2 separate regions of the Rattus norvegicus genome follow, and region 2 is linked to region 1. The links are chromatin contacts, called in public Hi-C maps. All regions are on one chromosome and are shown on one strand. Each heading gives the region's core, a stretch centred on a gene start, on an enhancer-like site or on the middle of the called end of the contact. The rest is flanking DNA. Distances are from core to core; before and after follow the strand shown. Region 1 has its middle 210 kb from the start of Zfp608. Region 2 has its middle 310 kb from the start of Zfp608.

What was found. Hi-C and Micro-C count contacts between places; a contact is called where the count stands out from the background.
Region 2: a Hi-C map of the Rat2 cell line shows a contact between it and region 1, with 4 times the contacts expected there. The contact joins two enhancer-like sites. A contact is called at or near these places in 2 of 12 Hi-C or Micro-C datasets (the Rat2 cell line and Schwann cells).

Annotation. Positions count from the first base shown.
Region 1 is chr18:50,812,364-50,816,336 of GRCr8, forward strand. No RefSeq gene overlaps it. Among named protein-coding and RNA genes, the nearest start is that of Zfp608, 210 kb to the left of the region's middle. Within about 2 kb of position 2,103, at least 37 of the 93 cell types and tissues checked have an H3K27ac peak or open chromatin away from gene starts, as enhancers often do. A contact at or near this core is called in Schwann cells, where this site is marked.
Region 2 is chr18:50,914,009-50,918,020 of GRCr8, forward strand. No RefSeq gene overlaps it. Among named protein-coding and RNA genes, the nearest start is that of Zfp608, 310 kb to the left of the region's middle. Within about 2 kb of position 2,128, at least 45 of the 93 cell types and tissues checked have an H3K27ac peak or open chromatin away from gene starts, as enhancers often do. A contact at or near this core is called in Schwann cells, where this site is marked.

The DNA.
Region 1 (3,973 bases), core at 853-3,352:
GGTTCTCACAGCAGTGGCTTTTATGTATTTATTTTTATTGGTATTGGAACTTCCTCACCTTGATATAATGAACGGGTATCACTCCCAATGTTAAGAAACCTCTTCAATTGTAAATTATATATAATGATCCCAGCAACAACCTCCCAGGAAAACCTTTCGCCCCAGCCCTCACTTCTGTCTTCTCGCCTCTCATTTCTCATTCCTTATAATATCTGGACACTGCTAGAAGCCTACCATCATACAACAAGGAGTTTGAGATGACGGGAGTGAGAAAATGGATTCCCAGAAAATGACTCTTCTCCTCCTGGCCCAGACAGGACAGGGTGTGAGTTACTGGAGGAGTTGGGTGATTAAAAAAACTTTCCCTGTGGCTAGAATGTTTGTTTAGAAAGCAAGGAGAATTATCAGATAAACCCCTTAACCTGCTTGTGACTCTTGTAATGTAAACGGTACAAGCAATAAAGTGGCCAGCTGACGGCCTCTTACAGGACCGATCAAGCCAAGTGATTCCTTTTATATTCATTTACACAAGAAAGCAAACCTTTCTTTCCCAGTTCCTGACACACACTGCCTCAGCACAGCCTGTCAATTGTTTATTGGGTTGAGGAGAATGCCAGGGGTGGGAGGTGCCAGCCTCAGTCTCTGTTTTCCCTGGAAGCTTCTTAGGAAGCCATCTCAGCTTTTAAATGTGGCAAAACTCCTGTTGGGATTTACATAGAAGGAAGAATTGATTCTCTCTGGGTCATAAGAATTTCTGTATCTCCTCATTATTATTCCAAAAATGATTTTGCCTTCTCTTTACCCGGGAGGACTTGACTCAAACTGTATTTAATTTTTAAGTGGGCATACAGAATAATGCAAAACAAAACAAGTGCTTTACAGCAAGAACAAAAGCGCACAGACCCACAGACCCAATACCCTATCTTATTTGAAATTCCTGGAAGCATTCTAGGAAATGAGGTGGTGAATGTTAGTTGCAGACAAGGAAAGTGGGGGCAAAGGGAGGGAGGGAGGTGTTGGGGGAGGTAGAGAGAGTGGGGAAGGGACGGAAGGAGAGAGAAAGAGACAGAGACAGATAGAGATTTGTTAGGTAATTTTTGAGAGGCAGATACACTTCCAGGATATATTTTTTTTTTCTTGGGGGGGGGGATACTTTTTTTCCTCGCTTTTCATCTCCTTCACACACTGGCCGAGGCAAACAAGGTGAACAGATGTGCTCAAAGAATTAACTCTGGCCCAGGGAACATGGGGAGGAAATATTTCCTTTGAAATAGCCACCTTTAAATTCCATTAGTTCAATCTGATAGAGAGGGATCTGGGCAAGGAAATGATTTAAGCAGCCAGGCTGTTTGTCCAGACACGGAGCCCTTTTGTCATATGAAAAACCTGAAGACAAATTGAATATTTCTCCCATAAACTGGCAAGAGTTTAACATCCTGGCTTGAAGGAGACAACCACATTTGTTTTACTGTTAATAAATTCACCTAAGTAAGGATTTTTCTTTCGCCACTAAGTCCCCTGCCCCCTCCCCACTCGTTCAGAACAGCTCCACAGTCGCCACGTCTGTGTAAAACCAACTCTCCCCACGGAAAAAGCTGCATAACCAGTCAAAGAACAAGGCTGTGGGATTAGCACATTATGAAGAATAAAGAGAGGCCTTCAGCTTGCTGTCATGTGCGATATTTATCACATTCTTCATGACTGGCTCTAATAACAGCACCGAGATAGAACAAGCTTGATGAATTTTACAAGCACAAGTCTAAGGAATCCAGGAGACCAAACCCACTTCACTTGCAGATTTTATTAGTCTTTAAAAAAAAAAGTATGTGTGTGTGTGTGTGTGTGTGTGTGTGTGTGTGTAGGGGTGGGGGGCCTATTGCTACAAAAGTAGGCTTGGATTTTGTCTGTTATGCTAATGTATTCATAGAAGAAGCTGGTGCTGAAGGCGGGTCTCCAATTAAGACAAATGAGTCACATTGAATTTCTCCCCCAGGGCACAGCAGGGGTGCTGGCAAAATCTACTTTATTCTTTGCTGTCAGGACTGAACTCGAAACAAAAGCATGAAAATTCAACACATCCACTTACAGAATAATAAAGGCTGTTGTTTAAAGCGTGAAGAGTTTTGGCACCCTTCTGGGGCCGGCTGCAGATCGTTCTTCCTCTCTATGGCTAGCACGCCATCGCTCTTGGAAATTAAAGATGTACTTGGTCGGTTAACAGCTGAGAGGAAAGCAGCCTGAAACTCAATTAGATTTTGTATTAAGCAAATAAATCAGGACTGACTGATATTGGCTAAACGAAAATGCATTACGGGCTGACAGTAATTCTAATTTGATTGACAAATATACGTGTTGTGTTATTAAGCTAAATGAATGATAAGAATCCTTTTCTTTTTTTTTTTAAGTTTGAGAATTTTGTTCTAGCAAACAATTCTTCTCTTTGAACTTGGGAGGAACAGAAAACAGACCCCATCTACCACTTGGTATTGCTTCTCTTCTGCCCTGGAACACAAGGAATCTGTTTTCTGTTCCTGGCAAAGAGTTGGAGACAAAATGAGTTTGCTGAAAGTCATTTGTTTTCATCCAGCTAGAGTTAGGGCAAGGTAACTTACTAATCGGCACACTATTTGCCTGCCGGAATGGAGCACAGCCAAGACACCTTTTATTAGTCACTTGGAAAGCAGGGAGCTGCACAGGCCTCCTTGTGTCTTCAGGGCTCTGAGGCACACAGAGCTTTTCTGCATGAGAGCACTTTGAGGTTCAAGTTTAAGAATGAAGATTTCAACCAAATTTTCTAAAGCCTTGTGGCAGGTGTGTGTGTGTGTGTGTGTGCGTGTGTGTGTGTGTGTGTGTGTGTGTGTGTGTGTGTGTGTTTGTGTTTGAGAGAGAGAGAGAGACAGAGACATGCAGAGACACACAGAGAGAAAGAGACAGAGTAGGATTTATAAAGACAGGGTGGGGTGTGTAAAGACAGGGTGAGGTATGTAAAGACAGGGTGGTGTGTGTGTGTGTGTGTGTGTGTGTGTGTGTGCTTGTGTGTGTGAGAGAGAGAAAGACAGACACAGAGAGACAGAGAGAGAAATGATGGTGTGTGTATGTGTGTGTGTGTTTGTGTGTGTGTGTGTGTGTGCATGTGCACATGTGTATGTGTATGTTTAAACTACTACTTCAAAGTGCAAAGGTGCTATTGTGTAGTGGATAAGCAAGAGTAGAGTTTGGAGAGTTTGTTATGTTATATAATGTATTTTTTTTTCTTTGTTGTTAACATTTCCAACCTAATATGGAGAACAGGAGAGGGAATCTGGTCAGGCAGTTCAGGGCAGGGATGTTGAAGGCAGCAGATCTGCCTCTCCTCTTGTTTTTGTTAGACGTTGGAAATATTCTTGGTTCTGTCCTGCCCAGAGAGACTGCACTACCTACTCTGGCTTCTTGCCCCCTTCCTTTTCTTTTCTCACCACCCAGAGCTGCTCCCCTGCACGAAAGATATAGCAGAGGCATCACTGCACCCAAGAAGTCAGCAGAGCCCTTATGGATAGGCTGACTAGACTGACTCAGCTCTCTGTGCCTCAGCCCAGATTCTGCCTTAAGCCCTTTAGAAAGTCCAGAATCAGACAGTTAGATGGCAACCCTTCTATCGGGCCCGCCCTTGCTATGCAGGAGCTCTGTTTTGCTTGATTTCTCTTAAGCTCTCTTCTGTAGATTTATAATAATTTTCCCTCTTTGTCTGTGAAACTCATCCTTTGGGTTCAAGGGACAAGGAACTCAGAAGTCACTGGTCTTAATGACTTGAGTAGCTGTTGATGTCTGGAACCTTAGTTCCCAGAGTGATGTTCCCCTGAGAGAAAGCTTCCATCACTCTTATTAAGGAACCTCTAATTTGTCTGTATCACTTACAGACCTGTGCGTCATCACATTCAGCACAGTGATAGACTCCTAAACACCAACCTTTCCTTTGTAATATTTTCCATTCTCT
Region 2 (4,012 bases), core at 878-3,377, 100 kb after region 1:
AGGCAGGCGTGGTGCAGGAAGAGCTGAGTTCTACATCTTCATCTGATGATAATACTGGCTAGTAGAATACTGGCTTCCAGGCAGCTAGGATGAGGGTCTTAAAGGCCACACCCACAGTGGAACACCTACTCCAACAGGGCCACACCTACTCCAACAGGGCCACATGCTCTAATAGTGCTACTCCCTAGGCTGAGTATATACAAACCATCACAAGGAGGAATAACCAAAAGATGTTAAAATCGTAATCAGAAGAAGTGGAGTACTGACAACATGACGTCACCATTTGGTGTACTGAGAATTAGAGCTTCTTAAATGAAGGAACTTCTGAGACTGTACAAAAGCCCATCCTACCCCCTCAGTTCCCAACGTCTCCTCCCCCACACTGGTTGTCTTCACCAAACACTGCAAAGTAGCCACCAGGCAATTTCCCTCAGGAAATGAGAAAAAAGAAAAGGGACAAATGTTATTCTCTGAGGTTTTGATGATACTTTCGTTTGAACCAAAACAACAACAAAAAACCCACTTAACACATACTAGAAGAACTCTCCTGTGGCTTTGTGTTGGAAGGAAATTTTTTATTCTTTGTCATGCTATGTAAGTTTTGACCAGAATACCTGGCTGAAAGCAGGCAAGCTTAGTGTCTGTATATACACTACATGGCAATAAATCCCCAGGACCTCCTCAGACTTGGAAGAGCTGTTTCATCAGGGAGCCTTTTGTGCCTGGAAACAGGAAGGAGTTTAAGAAACCAAAAAACAATGAATGATTTTTCTGGGCCAAATCTCATGTTAAGAAGGAAGGAGATGCTTCATGTCCAAGCATCGATTATAGACAGCAGACACCTGACACCAAGCCTCAGATCAAGAAGGACCCTGGAATGGAGTGAAAATAGGAATGTGAAGCAAGTAAATAAATAGGAATGTGAAGCTGGGGAAACTGAGGCAGCTAGGTCATTGCAAAATATTAGTGAAGTGTAGAGACAAAGCTGGAGGTCTTTTACATTAGGCTGAGTCACGTGATCACAGATCCCCTTAGTCGTCTGGCTCAATTTATTTCCTGTTCAGATGTCAGTCTATAAAGCCCCCTTTCTCAACATGTGGGTTGAGACTACTTTGGGGGAGGGTTGAATATCAGATATCCGGCATATCAGATATGTACATTCATAACAGTATCAAAGTTGCAGTTATAAAGTCACCATGAAAATAATTTTATGGTTGGGGGTGGGTCACCACAACATGAGGGCCAGCATTAGGAAGGCTGTGAATCACTGCTATCACTTAATAAGATGTAAGAGATAGACTCGTACATTGTTTGCATCGTTATCATTTTGGCCAACACTCCAAATTCTGACCTTGTTTTTTTGTTTTTTGGTTTTTGGTTTTTTAATAAATGTGAAGTTTGTGGCCCAAAGTGGAAGGGTCATACATTCACTCAGCTATACCTTAGCTAGTAGTAGAAGGGCAAGGAACAGCTCTAGAAAGGCCCTCTCTGCACTTTCTTTCTTTGTCCCCTCCTTCCAGTGCTTTCTTGTTTGCTTTTCCTTTGTTTCATTCACTCTGACTCTAACTCTGGGTGGAAACTAAACTGACACAATGTCACCCCCAAAGCTTAACCAGAGTTATTTTTAGAGAAGGTCATGGAGCACGTTTGTTTTGTGAAGTTTCAGGCTTATTCTTACCACATGAGTTCAGCGCTGTGCACGGACCTTGAACCTTGAGCCGTGAGTCAACATGATAGAACCAAATAAAAGAAAAACCAGGCTCTGAAGGCTCGTAGGCGGTTCTTGGTTCTTCTCTTCTTTTCTTTTTCTTCTCCCCCCTCCCCCTATTTTTTTAAAAAGAACATTGCGGTGAGTTAAGTGTAAATGAATCAGAAACACAAGGATTTTATTTCCCTCGCCACATGCATGAGTTTAAACACTAATGGGGAAAAAATGCTTAGCACAACGTGTTTTGAATTTTCTATGTCCTTTTCCTCTTGTGATGGAAGCTGAAGAATGTTGAAGACAATGTAATCAAAAGCAAGCATGAGTCTTCCATGTTTACGTAGCATATGCGGCTCTGTTAGATTGGCTGGCACAGAGCTGCCCTTCCGAAAGCCAGACAGTATTTTTAGTCTTTGACCTAATTATATTACTGAAAGAAACTTAGGAGCAGACTTGGATCTGAATACACAGTGCAGGAACTGGGCACCAGGCTGCAAGACATCCTTTTCTATATGAACTTGAGGAAAGTCTGCAACTGGGCAAAGGACCCCCCCCAATATATATATATATATATATATATGTATATATATATAACAGCTTCATTAAAAATTTAAAGACTTAATAAAAATAAAACAGCTTATCTGATTGTGTATGACCCTGTGTGTGACCCTGCAATATCTTGTTTTATAATTTTACAATGATTTACTTGTAGAGCAGGAGTACAACTATTTTTGGAATATTTCTACTAAGAAAAGTACAGCAACTTTTAGGATTCCTGGCATCTACTCTTAATGGACAGTTCAATGGGGAAGCATTTTACAGGGCTGATCTTAGTTAAAATTTTCTGTCTAGTTATAGGAATACTAATAATTAGCTAAATAAGCCTCAGATATTCTCTCTAGGCAGTGCCTGCAAACATATCTTTTACTCAAACTTGCATTCATTTCCTAGTTTACCAAGAAGCTTCTAAGAGAGCATACAAGTTTAAATAAACCCTCCCTGGTTAATCCGTGGTTTGGCTTTTGGACACCCTCAAATCATTTACATCAAACAAATTCAGATGCTAGCATTGCAACAAAGCCACCCTGGCAATTTTACGAAAATGGTGTTGGTTAGAACACAACTACTCTATTCTATGGACCGCCAAGAGAGCGAGTCCTCAAAATATTCCTTCGTCAGTGCTGGTACCCAGGAAGAGAACACAGAAGTCACTGTCACATCTGCTATTAACTATGTGATCCTTTTTACATGTTGCTCCATGTATTTTAAATAGAAGGAAAACTGGGCCACGTTTCAAAATTTGGGTATGGTACATGAAAAGGCTGCGTTCACATTTAATTAAATAACAGTCTATATGCCATACGCATAATCAGACGTTACCTCCATCCCAGGTGGAGGGGAAAAGTAGGAGTGTGGAATAAAGATTCCCTGTCTCCTCCTGACAGTACACACTGACAAGATTTTCTAAGGAACGCCATCCCAGTGACAACCAAACTCCTTTGCCAACTGCTGTGACAGAGCCCTGAAATAATCACTCTGTGGCTCATTACCTCCCAGCACTGTAAAGATGGGCCCCGTGAAGAGAGGTGGCATCCTTACTCCCAGAAGGTACGACTTCAGCTATTTTTAGTCCTGGTGGTTGGACTTCCTAAGCTGCTCTGAGCCCCACCTTTGTAAAACCCTCCAGCTTAGAAAACAGAGAGGAGCTTCTCATTCGCCTCAACATGTAAACTTAGGTTACAGAAATGTCAATGGAATGACTAATGCGACTTTAACTGAAAACAGTGAACACCACAGTGGGCTCTCTGATCCTGAAACACAGAATGCACTTTGTTCAATCCTGAAGTGTGTGCGCCTTGGGCAGGGGTGGGGGAGGGAAGAGGCCCTTTTCCGTATGAAACCAACACGTGTTTTTCTTCCCTCTGCTGCTCTGCAGTATTTTGCTGTATTTTCTGAGTTCACATCTCTAATCAGTTTGGTGGGAGTGCGGATTTAAAGACATTTATTTTGGAAAACACGCTCCGCTAAAATGTTGTAGTAATGTAAGCCGTTTAATTCTAAAATTGGCAGCTGAAGTTAACACTGAGTTCGCTTAAGCAGCTACTGAAATGCTTCAGTGAAAAGCATTTGGGAGCACAAATGCTTGTTGTTGTTCCTATGCACTTTCTAAACAGGCCAGAGCAGCGCAGAGCCCACCTCCAATGTCAGGCAGGTGGGGCTGGAGATAAACTCTCCTGGCTTTGCCTGTCTGTGCTGTTTGCCTTGTATATAGACAGTTCCTCAGTTGGGAAGGATGACATGGTTGTT